2 separate regions of the Pan troglodytes genome follow, and region 1 is linked to region 2. Evidence: chromatin contacts called from public Hi-C data. All regions are on one chromosome and are shown on one strand. Each heading gives the region's core, a stretch centred on a gene start, on an enhancer-like site or on the middle of the called end of the contact. The rest is flanking DNA. Distances are from core to core; before and after follow the strand shown.

Region 1 (6,980 bases), core at 577-3,076, 78 kb after region 2:
TAATCATGCCACATCTTAGGTGGTCTACAATAATGCCTCTGAGTAAACAGAGGGATGTCCACCATTTCCCTTCCCCTCCCTATGACCTTACCTGCAGGAGGGTAGAGTGCATGAAGACCATCCCTATCAGCACCCACCAGGGGCTCGTCCAGGAAGCCATGGGGTCTGGTCTCCTCCGGGTCTCAGTTGTAGCCTACAAACGAGGAAAGAGTTCATTACCAACCAGCTCTGGCCCCCATGGCAGTAAACCATGACTTAAGAGACCCATTAGATGGAGGGACCCTGAATCCCAGATACTATTTTGGAAAGGTTTGTGTTGGCCCAGGTTGCAGCTGCCTACTGCAGGGTGCGGGCTAACTGGGCTCCCTTTAGAAGGTCCACATCAAAGTCAGGCGAGGGCTGGCCTGTCTCCAGTGGGCAACTCATACCTCCAGCTCTTCAGAAGCTGAGATATCCCTGCCCAAGCCTATCTGTCAGCAGCAGGGTGTCGCTATTGGCATTTGACTCAGGAAGCCAGCACAGAGCCAAGGTTTAGGCCAGCTTCTGCTGCTCGCGGCAAAAATGAGTCTAAGACAACAAAGCCACCCAGAGAGGGAAAGGACCTGCCTAAGGTCACACAGCAAGATAGTCACATTTTAGGGCTGAAACGCAGATCTTCTGATAGTTCAAGGCTTTCCTCGCTAGATGACACCGTGCGCCCTCGAGGTCCGGGACCCACACCCAGAGAGACGCCTGAGAGCTAAGTTCAGGGAGGTTTGGAGGACACAGCCCCTGAGCCAGCCTAACACAATCTCCTAAAAGTAGGTGAGGGCCAGCCAGCAGAGGTCAGCTGAAACCAGGAGGGAAGCGGGGACTTTTCCCCTTACTTTTCCTGTCAATTTACAGGGAAATCAGTATGAGTCCAGACTGGAAAAGCCGAGGTCACACTCGACTCCCGCTTCGCCTCGCGGGCGCCTTGGCGGAGCTGGTGTCCGGGGGCGTGTCGGTGGCTTCTCTCCATCTGGAGAAGGCATTAAGGGCCTGGTCTAATGTGATCCGCAAATGTGCTGCTGTTTCCGACCTGAGGCGGCGACTCCTGGCTGAAGGGAGGCGGCCAGTGCGGGGCCCTGGGACTCTGCGCCACCCTCGCCTGCTCGCACCAGCCTTCCGAGTGCACACTCCTCCGACTACCCGCTGCCTCGAAGTCGCTCCTCCAGTGCCTCCGCCGCGTCCCGGTCACTCCCACGCCCACTTTCCACGATCGCGCGTCGCCTCAACCCCCGGCGTTCTGGGCGCTCGCTACCCAGTGGTCAACCGGCCGGACCTTCGGACCCGCGAGGTTTCTGCTTAGTAACTCCCAACCCTGAAAAACTCCAACCCTGTGGAGTTCCCCCATAATCAAGAACGCCCCTCAGCCCGCGAACTGCCCCCGAAAGACTCCCTGAACCTTCCGGGACGGCACGGAGCGCGCCCGACCCGAGGTGCCCAGCAGTGAGGAGCACCCCAGTCCTGAGGCCCCCTGGGGCCCGCGTGGCACGCCCCGACTCTGCTTGGAGACCCCCAACTTGCTTAGAGAGGCCACTGCTCCAAGTCTTACTCCCCCTGGGGAGCGCCTTCCCCCGACCCCTGAGGGGCCGCCCTGCGCCGAGCTCGGTGCACCCACCTTGCGCCGCAGAAGTATCTGGGACGTGCAGCCCCGGGGCCGCGCGGGCTCGGCGCGCGCTGGGGAGAAGTTGGCAGAAGCCGCCCGTCAACACCTCGTGCGGAATCCGGCACCAGGACCTTCCCCGACGCCGGCCTCCAGCCCGCGGCGCCGCAGTCGCCGCCGCCGCCGCGAAGTTAAATGGGGCTGGGACGGGGGCTGCCCCGCCTCTCCCGCCCCCTCCGGGCGCGCAGAGCGCTGCGCTGGCCCCGGCCCAGAGGCGGAGGGCGCGCGCCGCCACCTGCACCGCCCGGCAAGTGCACGGCGCGCCCAGGCGCCCGTCAGCCTGCGCGCCGGCACCGCGCCCTCGGCTTGAGCTGGAGGCGCCGGGGGCGCGAAGAGACCCCGTGTGGGGCCGGGCTGGGGCCGGGCTCGGGCCGCTCGGAGCGCGCGGGGCCGCGGCGACGGCGAGACTCGGCTGGAACGCTCCTCCGCCCGCTTCCTGGAAGCCACTCCTCGCCCTGGGCCGGCCGCCAGGCGTTGTGCCAAGAGCCGGGATTGCCGACGCCGCCACCGCCGCCGCCGGCAGGCGCGCTGGGGAAAGGCGGCCGCTGCGCCGCAAGCCAGCCTGGCCGCCCCGCCTCAGCCGGAGCCGGAGCAGGGATGCCGTCGCTCCCCCGAAGCCCACCCCCGGCCCCACCTCCCATAGCCTCCACCCACCCCGCCCAGACCCGGGCGCCAGCTCTGCAAAGTCAGGCCCAGCAGCCACACAGAGGTTTGCCCGGAACCGCTGGCTCGTGCCTAAGAGCCATAGGCACTCCTGGCCAGGCAGGACCATAGTGGAGACCAGTGGCCCTCTCCTGGCCTGCGCCTCCTCCGCGCAGCATAGAGGCCACACAGGGGACTGTGGAGCGCTCACTGCCCAGAGGCCTGGGTCCTTTGGCAGCCAGGGACCACGAGGATCTTGCAGGAGCTCCTCTTAACTGGGTACCTGGCGCCCCCTTGTCTGAGCCGGGCTTGGGGAACTGAGAGCTCCACAGGTGCCAGAATCATGCCGTGTCCAGGCCTGGGATTTGGGGTTGGGGGGAAGAGTGTCGCGGACAAGAGACTGGGGTGAGTTGCCTGTGTACTTCTGGAGGTGAAGAGAAGTAAAAGGAAATGTTTGTCCCTGTCCTTGTCCTAGTCCCAGCAGGATAAGCCAAGGGCCAGGAGATTGATCTTAAAGGCTGCATTATGCCCCCACCTAAGTCCTACCACAGTCGCCATTTCCTTGGGTGTCTGTCGAGTACCCAGCTCTTTGTGTCTATCTGATCTTCACAGCGGCAGTAGTTCAAGCATTATCCCATTTCACCTAGGATAAATCTGAGGCTGGGAGGATAACTTGCCTACCATGAGTGGAGAAGCCAGGACTGGAACCCCTATCTGCCTCTCTCTAGAGCTTGGACTGTTCACCCCTAAAGTTGTTCTCCTGCCTTCTCTGTGGTTGCTGCGTTCCAGTTACTGCTAGAGCTTTGCCAAGAGCAGTTGGCCCTGGCTGCTTTCCTCACTCATTCTTCCCTTACTTACTCTGGTGACTTCCTCTGGCCAAGAAGAGGATCTTCAAGGCTGTCTCTCCACTCTATGTAAAATGATTGGACTTGTGGCAAGTGAGCAGAGGACAGGTCAGTGTGGAGACAGGAGAGGTAAGAGTAGCCAGTGAAGGGTAGGGAGGGCTGGGCTAAACTAGAGCTAACTCATCTATGGACAATCGATCCTTTTTATTTACTGTAGTTGTGGTCTATAAAGTCACAGAACAACGAATTTGTGAATATGGAGCCATTGTTCCTAGGGGAAATATAGAGTTGGGTTCCTGCAAGCTCACAATATTTTTGTCAATCAATCAACACATTGCCTTATTTTATGCATGTTTCTGTTTAAAGACTCCTTACTTAACATCTATTATTGATTCCTGAACACTGAGCTCACAGCCTACAGTGCTGTAACTCACGCCTGAATGAAGCTTATCTAACTTACGTATTTTCTCTGCAACGCACATCCCAGCCCTCTTCCACTTAGGAACGCTAGACTTCACTTCAGCACTGTGCCTGGGGGGTGCTTTAAGCAGCAAAATCATCAAAAAAAAAGACAAAAAAAAATGTGAAAACATGGCAATGAAGAGAACTTTTGGGCCACTCATTTACAGTGTGAAAGCTGAAACAGGAAGACAGAGGGTTGACTGGTTGGACCTTAGCTTCCAACATGTGTCTCAAGAGACTCAAAACGTTCAGCACTGGTTCAATGACTTTGAAAGTGCTGCAGCTATTGATTATGAGGTGTTAAAATAAAAACTTTAGACAAATTTAACAGAGGTTAATTGAGCAAAGAACAATTTGAAAATAGGGCAGCCCCCCTCAGCCCCAAAACAAAATAGATTCAGAGCAACTCTGGGGCTTCCACATGGTCAGATAATATTTATGGACAGAAAACGGAATATGATGAACAGAAAACGGAAATGAGGTACAGAAACAGCTGGATTGGTTACAGCTCAGCATTTGCCTTATTTAAACATGGTTTAAACAGTTGACCGCCTGTGATTGGCCAAAACTCTGTGACTGCTTCAAGAGTAGGTTACAGTCTGTTTACACATCATTAGGTTACAGTTCACTATGTACAGAGAGACCTTTAGGCCGAACTTAAAATATGTAAGAAGGCAACTTTAGGCTAAACTTAATTTAACGGAGGTGACAAATAAATTTTACCCAGTAGCTGAATTCACAATAAGGAATCTGCAAATAATGAGAATTGATTTTTCGTGCTTCTCATATCAGAGTATCAGTAAAGGAATAGCCACATTAACATTTCAAAACACTTAGGATGTGGCAGGCACTGTTCCAGATACTTTGCTTATACTGAGTCATCCCATCATCACAACAGCCTATGGGGTAGATATTATTTTTATTCCCATTTTGCAAATGAGGAAACTGAAGTGGAAAGGTTTAAATACCTCATGTTCTTAGCAACTAGACGATACCACTCCTCATCGTTCATATTCTAAAACTAGCCCCACCATATCATGGAGTCAAATGCAAAAAAGTCACATGAATATGCAAGATGAAATGGAGAATTCAAAGAAATATTATGCTTGTGCAGTGGCGGCTGCATTAAGCAGAGCTCCCAGTGTCTGCAACTCAAGAAGGCACTGAGAATGCCTCTGGAGTTGGGGGACTTTGCTGGGAACATTTGAGATGCACTGCTCTGCTTTAAGGTATTAATGGCTCAGCAGGACTTCCTGTCTCATCTCCCTTGGGCAATCTGACTCCTGAGCCAGCCTCCAAGGAGTGCCCCACACCAAGTACTAAGACCAGGACTGAGCCTTTCTCTCCCACAGGTTCCATCTAGCAGGAGGCCAGCCCCCTCAAAGAGCAGGTGTTCCAGTAGCGAAAAATAGTAGAGAAAACATCACCAATACCTTTATAGAACTTTTGCCTTCCAGTTAACCCTAGCAGGTCAAGCAAACCTGTGTGAGTGGCCAAGGTACTGTAAGTTAGGACAACAAAGAGCTGCAGAGGACAGCCTCCACTGGGGGTGCTGGCTGGACTTCACAGATGTTATGCACAGAATCATGGCCTCACCACCCCTCAGTCACCTCTTCCCTCACCCCTTCCCTCAGTCACTCACCCACACTTCCCTCCCATCCTTACTTCCTCACCTGAGGCTTGGCCCAAATGTTTAAATAAGACATTGCCAAAGGCATGGTGTGGTGGGAGATCAGGAATTGGGAAGAACAGGAATGAATAAACCCCAAAGCAGCTAATCTGGCTGATTTGGCTGTTGAGTGTAGCCACCTACCGAATCACTATCTGGGGAGGTTCAGGCCCCTCCCTGCCTACTTCCTGGACTTCCTCCCTGTGAGAACACCCACCACCTGGGGACAATGGCAATGCATTTAGACTCTGAAGGGTCGAGGAAACTGAGTTCCATTTCCTCCCTAAGATCCAACTTCTTGGCTTCCTGGCTTTCACTACCTGTCTCAGGACCTGCTTCTTCCTAGATGAATTTCAGAGATTCCTGCCCGCGCTCCCAGCTTTGCCTGCTCCCAGCTTTGCCTGTTGACCTCGACCCAACAAGCACACAGTACAACATTCACGTGAGAGATACACATTGAAGACCAGGAAAAGAACTACTGATGATGGTGGTGTTGGGGTGTGTTTAGGTTTTGCCCTTAGAGACAAGGAATATCAATTCAGGCATCAGCCTTAATTTGTTCTTGAAACAGAAATGCTCTTTCTGGTTACAGAGTTGTGAAGTGGGCTTGGGAAGCACACTCAAGAAGGCTGTGTTGGAGGCTTGGAGAAAAAGAGTACTTGGAGGCAAGTACTCGAATAGAAGGTACCATTGACTGCAGCAGACACCAAAGATACACTCTCAGCCAAGGCCACTAAGAGATAACACATCTGGGGCCAGGTGCAGTGGCTCATGTCTGTAATCCCAACACTTTGGGAGGCTGAGGCGGGCAGATCATTTGAAGTCAGGAGTTCGAACCCAGCCTGGCCAACATGGTGAAACCCCATCTTTGCTAAAAAATACAAAAATTAGCCAGACATGGTGGCGTGCACATGTAGTCCCAGCTACTCGGGTGGCTGAAGCAGGAGAATCACTTGAACTGGGAGGCAGAGGTTGCAGTGAGCTGAGATCACACCACTGCACTGCAGCCTGGGCAACAGAACGAGACTCTATCTCAAAAAAAAAAAACATCTGGATGTTAGGTGAACATAGTGCCTTAGGGGCACAAAATTAGCTAGCGAGTGTTCTTCAGGAAAAACCTATGAAGGAGTGAGGGAAGCAGGATAGGTAAGGGGCAAGACTAGAGCAAGCTGTGACTGAGGTCAAGCCTAACCTTCATGTGATCCTCGGGGATCCTGGAACAGAAACCACACCATAGATTTGCCGTGACTTGAAGCACCAGGACCAACTGCTGACCCGGGTGCCAGTAAGTCACTGCCTCCGCTGGAGCTGGGTGGTGGTATATGGTGGTATAACCTCCAAGGTGGCTCCCTGTGGCCAAGGACAATGCTCCAGGAATGTATCAGCTGTAAGCCTTTAGCTGCTGCACCAAATATATGCTGGGGATAGGTGTGCCTGCTGGTAAAGAAATCGGACAGGGCATCCTCTCCAACGGCATCTACCATGCCTGGTTTTCAGGACGTATCCCTAGTCCCACACAGGAAATATGCTCAGCTAGCACTGATGGTTTTCTGACCAGAGTGGGTCCTTCTTTTGAATAGAAATTTGCTTTATAAAATTTGTTCAAGTCTTTATCCAGTTGCTCATAAGCAAGAACAGCCCTTGGGAGGCAAGTGTAGTGACAGGAAGTGTTTCT
Region 2 (7,181 bases), core at 3,446-5,945:
CTAGGTATACTCTGGATTAATTATTTCGGAGACAGTCTTGGGTAATAATCTTGTAGTACTTGAACAGATATTTTTATTTTACTCTCATAGTTGAAACACAGCCAGTGTAGGTGAGTTCAGTATTATAAATTAAAATTCGTTTTTCTCAGGGCTTAATAGTGTCTCTGTCTTCTAATACAAAGTATTACTAGCAGAAAGTCCGACACCAATTCTATTGTCATAAACAAAAGAGGATAATTTGCTTTTTGTAACATGAGTGTTTTCTGGATATTTCTCCTAATTCTTAACATTCTTAAATTTTAACACGATGTATCGGGGTATGTATATGTTTGTGTTTTCATCCCAATTGATACCCTCTGGACTCTTTTCATCTGAAGATTTGTGTATTTCTCCAGGTCTGCGAGGTTTTCTTCAATTGTTTGGTTATTGTATTAGTCCATTCTCACACTGCTATAAAGAACTGCCCGAGACTGGGCAACTTATAAAGAAAAGAGTTTTAATTGACTCATAGTCCTGCATGGCTGAGGAGGTCTCAGGAAACTTATAAGCATGGCAGAAGGAGAAGCAGGCATGTCATACGTGGCAGCAGGCAAGAGAGAAGAGTGAACAAAGGAGGAACTTGCCAAACACTTATAAAACCATCAGATCTCGTGAGAACTCACTGTCATGAGACCAGCATGGGGGAAACTGCCCCCCGATCCAATCACCTCCCACCAGATTCCTCCTTCGACAGCTGGGGATTACAATTCAAGATGAGATTTGGGAGGAGACACAAAGCCTAACCATACCAATTATAGTCTTCCTTCCATTCCTTTGTCTCATCTTTCTACTCCTAGATATATCTTAGAATTTTCTCTATTTTCCCCCACACTTCCCATTTCTAAGCCTTTTTACACTGTGCTGAATTTTCCAATTCACTAACATGACCTATACCTATTTCCATTCTGCTTATCAGCCAATCTATGATTTCATGATCAAATTTTTAGTGTACAAAATACCTAATTGTTTCTTTTCCATAATGTAATAGTTTCCTTAACATTACATAAGGATAGTAATTAGCTATACTTTAAAATATTCTTCTGTTTCCTTTGGCAGCTCTGTTTCTCTGGGTGTTAACTCTTCTGTTGTGTTTGGTCCTCCTCTTCCAGGGTGGGTATTGTGTCTTGGTTGTCTTCTTCTCTTTGTACTTAAGTATCCGTTTGTTTGACAAAACTGTTTACTATAGCCTGTGGTGGTCGTGGAGAAGTGGGAGGACTATGGTCTGGTAGAATATGTTGGTAATGTATCTTCTAGATTGGGGGCTTCCCATCTCTCCTAGAGGTCTCTGGCTACCCAGAGCATGAATTATTCTCTGGCCCTTGTGTTCCACTTACCCACTACCTACCTAGGAAAGAATACAATTGTCATGCACTGCTCAGCTCCAACAGGGCCACATGCCAATTTCTCTCCTCTCACCTCCTTTTTAATTGCTGATTCAGTCCTTGGGACTTCTCAGAATGGCTTCCACCACAGAATTCCTCCTGAATGTATTTTGGGCTAGTTTCCTATAATCCTATTTATCCATGTATATAAACTGCCCACTTTTTAACCATTAAGAATTTCCCAGATTTTTTAGTTTGTTGGTACAACTTTGTCTTCTTTTCCAGGGCTATCACAGAGATATTGTTCTTTATACAACTTTGAGGTCATTTCATGAGATTTGCCATATGCGATGAAGTAGATGCAGAATTATTAGCTGTCATCTTGATCCAAAGTCCGTGTCTTGTCTTAAATTCTTAAAAATGCCTAATATTTTATTTTCTTTGACATGGTCTAATTTTTAAATTATAATTATTTAATCATTGAATATTCTATACTCCATGGCACAGTTAATATTGGAAAGGGGCCAAAGGCCAGAATTAACAGAAAAATCCAGTGTAATCCCACCAGGACTGATGAGGAATAGAAGAACCACTTTCCCCTGTTTATGAACACTAGCTTATTACACAGGGTGGTATGTTGGATGAATCTGAGGAAAATTTGTACTTATGTTGCTAATTGGTATCTTGGCAATATTGAGTATAATAAGTTTAGTCAACTTCTTTTTTTTTCTCCTGTCCTTAGAATGGTTACTGCAGGGCAAACAGGATTATTTCTCCCTTGTTTTCACTGCAGGCTTATCTTTCCCAAATCTCTTCTGTCATGTAATTAGATTCAAGTAGCAGAGACTGGGGCATTTTCAGACTTTATTGGTAGCCTCTTTCTAGCCAGAAACTCCTTAAAATTTTATTTTACGTGTGTTAAACGTGGGGCTTCCTCTTTTGTCACCAGCAGTTAATGGATATCCAAATCCAATTTACTGTACTAAGTGTTTGATCCTGATGGTAGCTGACTTGACAAAAATTGCTCAGTGGCAAAAACAAAAACAAAAACAAAAAAAAAAAAACCTTGAAGTTAGTGAGATTACCAACACAAGCAAAAAAATTGTACGCTTTAGTGTATTAAAAATCACCCACTGATCCCCCAAGATGACCTTATAAATACTTAAAAGGAAATTCTTCATGGGAGAAGCTTCTGGAAAATAATTATTCAGGCTATGAATCTGGAAAGAAGATTAAAGAGACCCAACATTGAAATATTTCCTTTTCAAAGTCAAGTTCCTCATCTTTGTGGGCTAAGGCTACTTTCTTACTGAAATCAGTAACTTTTTCCTTGTTAAAATAAGGAACAGTTGTGTTGCTCCTGAGAAACACTGTTAGTTTATTATCTTATGAATCTGTGACTTCTGCAACTGATTGTGTTTCTCTCTCCCAGTTGGCTGCTAGAAAGCTCAGATCAAATCTGTGCCCCTGTAGTAAGTATGGAGAGCTCTATGGTGTGTATTTTTATTTTAGTCTTATTCCTGGCTTTATCAGATACCTTTATTCTTCTCTTTGTCACCTACTTCTGGTTTATTTTATTTCTGGTTAAATTTTCTTTCTTCTGATAGACTGCTTTGTTTAATAGTAGATTTAATTTTTAAAAATACTCTTATTCTATAAGATTTGCATAGTGAGGCTGCCTGATAGAGTTTTACTATCCATTAGATGAACTATTATAACTACAGGTGGCGCTCAGACAATAGTATAATCATATCTGAAAACTAGTATTGGAGGTTCGGGTTCCCTACTTTCTGTCGGTGTTCAAAGAGAGGCTGGATGACCATCTCAAGATGCCATATCAAACATGAGAACCCCAGCCCTCCCCACTAGCCCTCCCCACTAGCAGAGGAGAATCCAGAGAATATATGCTTCCACCATCTGCAAAAATCATTCCCAAGTTGAGAGTGACCCCTGGGGGCAGTCTGGGCATAATGTCCTGTGGGGTCTAAAAAGGAAATTCAGTCTCCTTAGGCTCCACGACGGTTTATGGTTTGGAGAGAAATGTTCTAATTCCTTTGTGCTTTTAAGACTATTTGCTGAGCATCAACCCTCCCAGAAATGGCTACACCCATACCTGAACCAGCAGGTGTGAGTGAGCAGGGCAGTTCATCACAAAGCAGGCACACAAGTGCTGGGATGCTGAATAAGCTACAGCTATTTGGTCAAGGAACTCCTACATGAACATCTGCAAACACAGGGAACCTGCACTTCCAACCCTGGCTTTCCTAGCTGTGTCCTGGTAACGCCAATAGCAACACAGTGACAACTCGTGGATGAAAATTTAAAACAAAAAAGTTAACATGTTTTTGTTTTAGATCATGATTCTTGCCAGTGTCATTAACTATCAAAATAATGTCTACAAATCCAGATTCACATAATAGGTAACTCAATAAAATCTTACAATTTTTGTGTTCACTCTGGTTCTGAAGGCTCAAGAGAGGGATTTTTTAAATTGCAAAATGTTAAATGTTAAAGACTTTTCCCCTTTAAAAAACCCACAAAAATAATCATAAATTGTTGCCATAAAAATTACTATCTGGACTTAATGCCATTATGAGTTCATAGTCTATATTTTATAGCTAAAATGTTTCAAGCTGCAAAGCATCATTATAAAACACAAAAAATAACTTTTGTCTCAGAGACTCACTATTCCTTTTACGCTGAGAGACTCACCACACTTCCCTCCTGTCTGAATACCAATCTTTAATTAAATGTCCGCCTGCATTGTCTATTCCTTATACGCCACTCCAGATGTCTATCCAGTGGGAAGGGGTCCCTGGGCCATTTTGTGGTTGATGTCCAAGTCACTTCCATGCTTTTACTGGGCACTAAGCCAAATAAATTATCTAAGGCATTCAAAGTAGATGTCAAAATTAATAATTTTTTATTCATAAGAAATTCAGGATCATGTCCCCTATTTTATGAAACATGAGTGCTGTCAACAAACTAGAGGAAATTTTTAAATAAAGTCATTTCCCTGTAAATTTAATCAGCACCATTTTCTTCAGACAATGAGAGAGCTTCCTTCAAAGATTAGCAAGTATGGTGTGATCATTTGAAAGATTTGCACTAAAATGCAGCATATTACAGAGCGAGTTGTTTTCCATACCTCTAGACCCACAAACTTTCTCTGGTGGGTTAAAATGACATTAAATTCCACCCATGTAATGCACACAGCCCACAAAAATGCCAAAGGACAATTAACTTAGCACCAGCCCCAGAATTCCAATCACATTTAGAAGCTGTGATTCACAGTCTCTACCCGACAGGGTCAGTACCTAATTTGTAGACACCCATGACTAAGTCTCTCACCCCCAGGAAGAGAACCTTCCTCTCCACTTCTATAGTCTCTGTCAACACCTCTACGATAGTATCACATTAGGATTAGTTTTGTCCATTCATTTCCCCTGCTGGGCTCTGGCCTAGTTGAAAACAGAAACTGTCTTGTTCCTCACTTTATTGCAGAGGGTTGGTGTATAGTAGGTGTTCAACTTGTCTTGATTGAATGGATGATTCAGTTCATTTTTGTTTAGGAGGGTTTAAGGAGATATTTTACATTACATTTTCCATTTCACTCTTGTGATTACACCCAGACGGTAAATTTAATGAAACGCAGAAAATGGAAATGATGTGGCAGGTTGTAATAAATACCAGCTCAGGAATTCCTTACAAGTGTGTTTCCCCAATACAATGCAGTATTGTGCTCTTTCCAACAGCCATAATTTACCGAGCCCATTTTGACAGATTCTAATGAACCAAATGTCATTTATGACAATATCCATTACCTGTGCTCACTGTAGTCTGACAGGAATCACATTCGGAATGACACCATATCCTAAGCTGGTGGTTTCTAAAGAAACATACCCCTTTAACACAAAAAAAAGATAAACAGGTATGTGTGACTTTCTGATGAAAATTCAACTCTGTGTATGAGGTAGAAAGATAATCTAGCACAAATGAGGCAAATTCAATAAATTCCATTTCCATGAAATGTTAACAGAATAAAAATAATGGTTTTATGGAATGTAATCAACTAGTTAAGATGGAGCCGAATATTGTTTATATAGTTTCTAATAGATTTCTAGAGTATTTCTTGTAATCCAAATTCATTAATAAATGTCAAAGCAATAGCCCTGGTATATATTATTGCCCATCATTATTTGACCAGAATTGAATTTTCTGGGAAAATCAAAATTTTAAGAAATACCATTCATTCCAAGCTGTTCCTTTAAATTCCACTTTTACTCGTGTATGTTTTGAACTGACAAAGGAAGCATCTGTTAGGCAGATAAATATACAGTGTTGACTCACTTATCTGACAGAATTAGGACACTTAGTTATTTTCTAGGTAATAAAGGATGCCCTTTAGTGTATTATTTTTAGCTTAACTTTTTAAATGGAAAACACACATTACAGTCTGGAAATAAGGTACCTAGAAAATAATTTAACCCCTTCTGAGTACTCAGAATCATTTTTGGGAACACCAATTACTATCAAAGCAATGGGTTTGTTGTGATTCTCTTTTAGTAAAAGCTGTACATATGTAAGAGGTACAACATGTTTTGATATACATATACATAGTGAAATGATTACTATAGTCAAGCAAATTAACATATCCATCTCCTCACATGGTTACTTTTGTGTATGTGTGGTGAAATTTACTCTCATAGCAAATTTCCAGTATATAATACAGCATTATTAACTATAGTCACTTATCCTACATAACTGCAACTTGTACCCTTTAACCAACATCTCCTCTCCATTCCAGGCCCTGGTAACCATAGTTCTACTCTCTGTTGCTATACAATCTTTAGATTTCACGTATAAGTAAGATCATGCAGTATTTTTATTTCTGTGTCTGGCTTATTCCACTTAGCATAATGTTCTCCAGGTCCATTCATGTTGTTGCAAAAGGCAGGATTTCCTTCTTTTTTAAGGCTGAACAATATTCATAATAATTCATAAAGAATAATATAGTTATATATATGTATGTATATCACATTTTCTTTATCCATTCATCTATCAATGGACACTTAAGTTATTGCCATATCTTGGCTATTGAGTATAACACTGCAATGAACACGGGAGTGCAGATATCTCTTCAAGACAATGATTTTATTTCCTTCGGATACATACCTAGAATCATGAGTGCTAGATTATATGGTAATTCTATTTTTAAACTTTTAAAGAACCTCCATACTGTTTTCTAAAATAGCTGCACTAATTTACATTCCCACCAACAGCATATAAGAGTTCCTTTTCTTCACACTCTCACCAACACTTATTATCTCTTGTCTATTTGATAACAGACATCCTAATAGATATGAGATGTTTTGTCATTGTGGTTTTTATTTGCATTTTCCTGATGATTAGTGATTCTGAGCACCTTTTTATATACCTGTTGGCCACTTGTATGTCTTCTTTTGAGAAATGTCATTTGCCCATTTTTTAATCCAGTTAGTTGGAAGCATCACACTTCCTACTATACTTCCCAATTTCAAATTGTATTACAAAGATATAGTAATCAAAACAGTATGGTACCGGCATAAAAACAAACACATAAACTAATGAAACCAAAGAGTGAGTCCATAAATAAACCCACACATATATGGTCAACTAATTTTCAACAAGGGGGCCAAGAATATACAATGGGAAAAGGATAGTCTCTTCAATAAATAGTGTTTGGAAAACTGAAAAGCCATATTTGAAAGAATGAAATTGAACCTTTATCTTACACCATACCCAAAAATCAACTCAAAATGCCTTGAAGACTTAAATGTA

The links. A called contact is a pair of places that touch in the nucleus more often than the background predicts.
Region 1: a contact with region 2 is called in a Hi-C map of stem cell-derived neural progenitor cells, with 2.2 times the contacts expected there. The contact joins the promoter of ADAMTSL3 here to the enhancer-like site in region 2. A contact is called at or near these places in 2 of 7 Hi-C or Micro-C datasets (induced pluripotent stem cells and stem cell-derived neural progenitor cells).

The regions. Positions count from the first base shown.
Region 1 is chr16:74,963,333-74,970,312 of NHGRI_mPanTro3-v2.0_pri, forward strand. ADAMTSL3 (ADAMTS like 3) reads right to left here and starts at 1,827. Exons shown (of 29, transcript XM_024349337.3): 1 at 1,643-1,827; 2 at 92-193. The coding sequence starts at 160.
Region 2 is chr16:74,882,541-74,889,721 of NHGRI_mPanTro3-v2.0_pri, forward strand. All of the region lies in intron 3 of ADAMTSL3 (ADAMTS like 3), which reads right to left. Among named protein-coding and RNA genes, the nearest start is that of ADAMTSL3, 79 kb to the right of the region's middle. Within about 2 kb of position 4,696, at least 1 of the 24 cell types and tissues checked has an H3K27ac peak or open chromatin away from gene starts, as enhancers often do. A contact at or near this core is called in stem cell-derived neural progenitor cells, where this site is marked.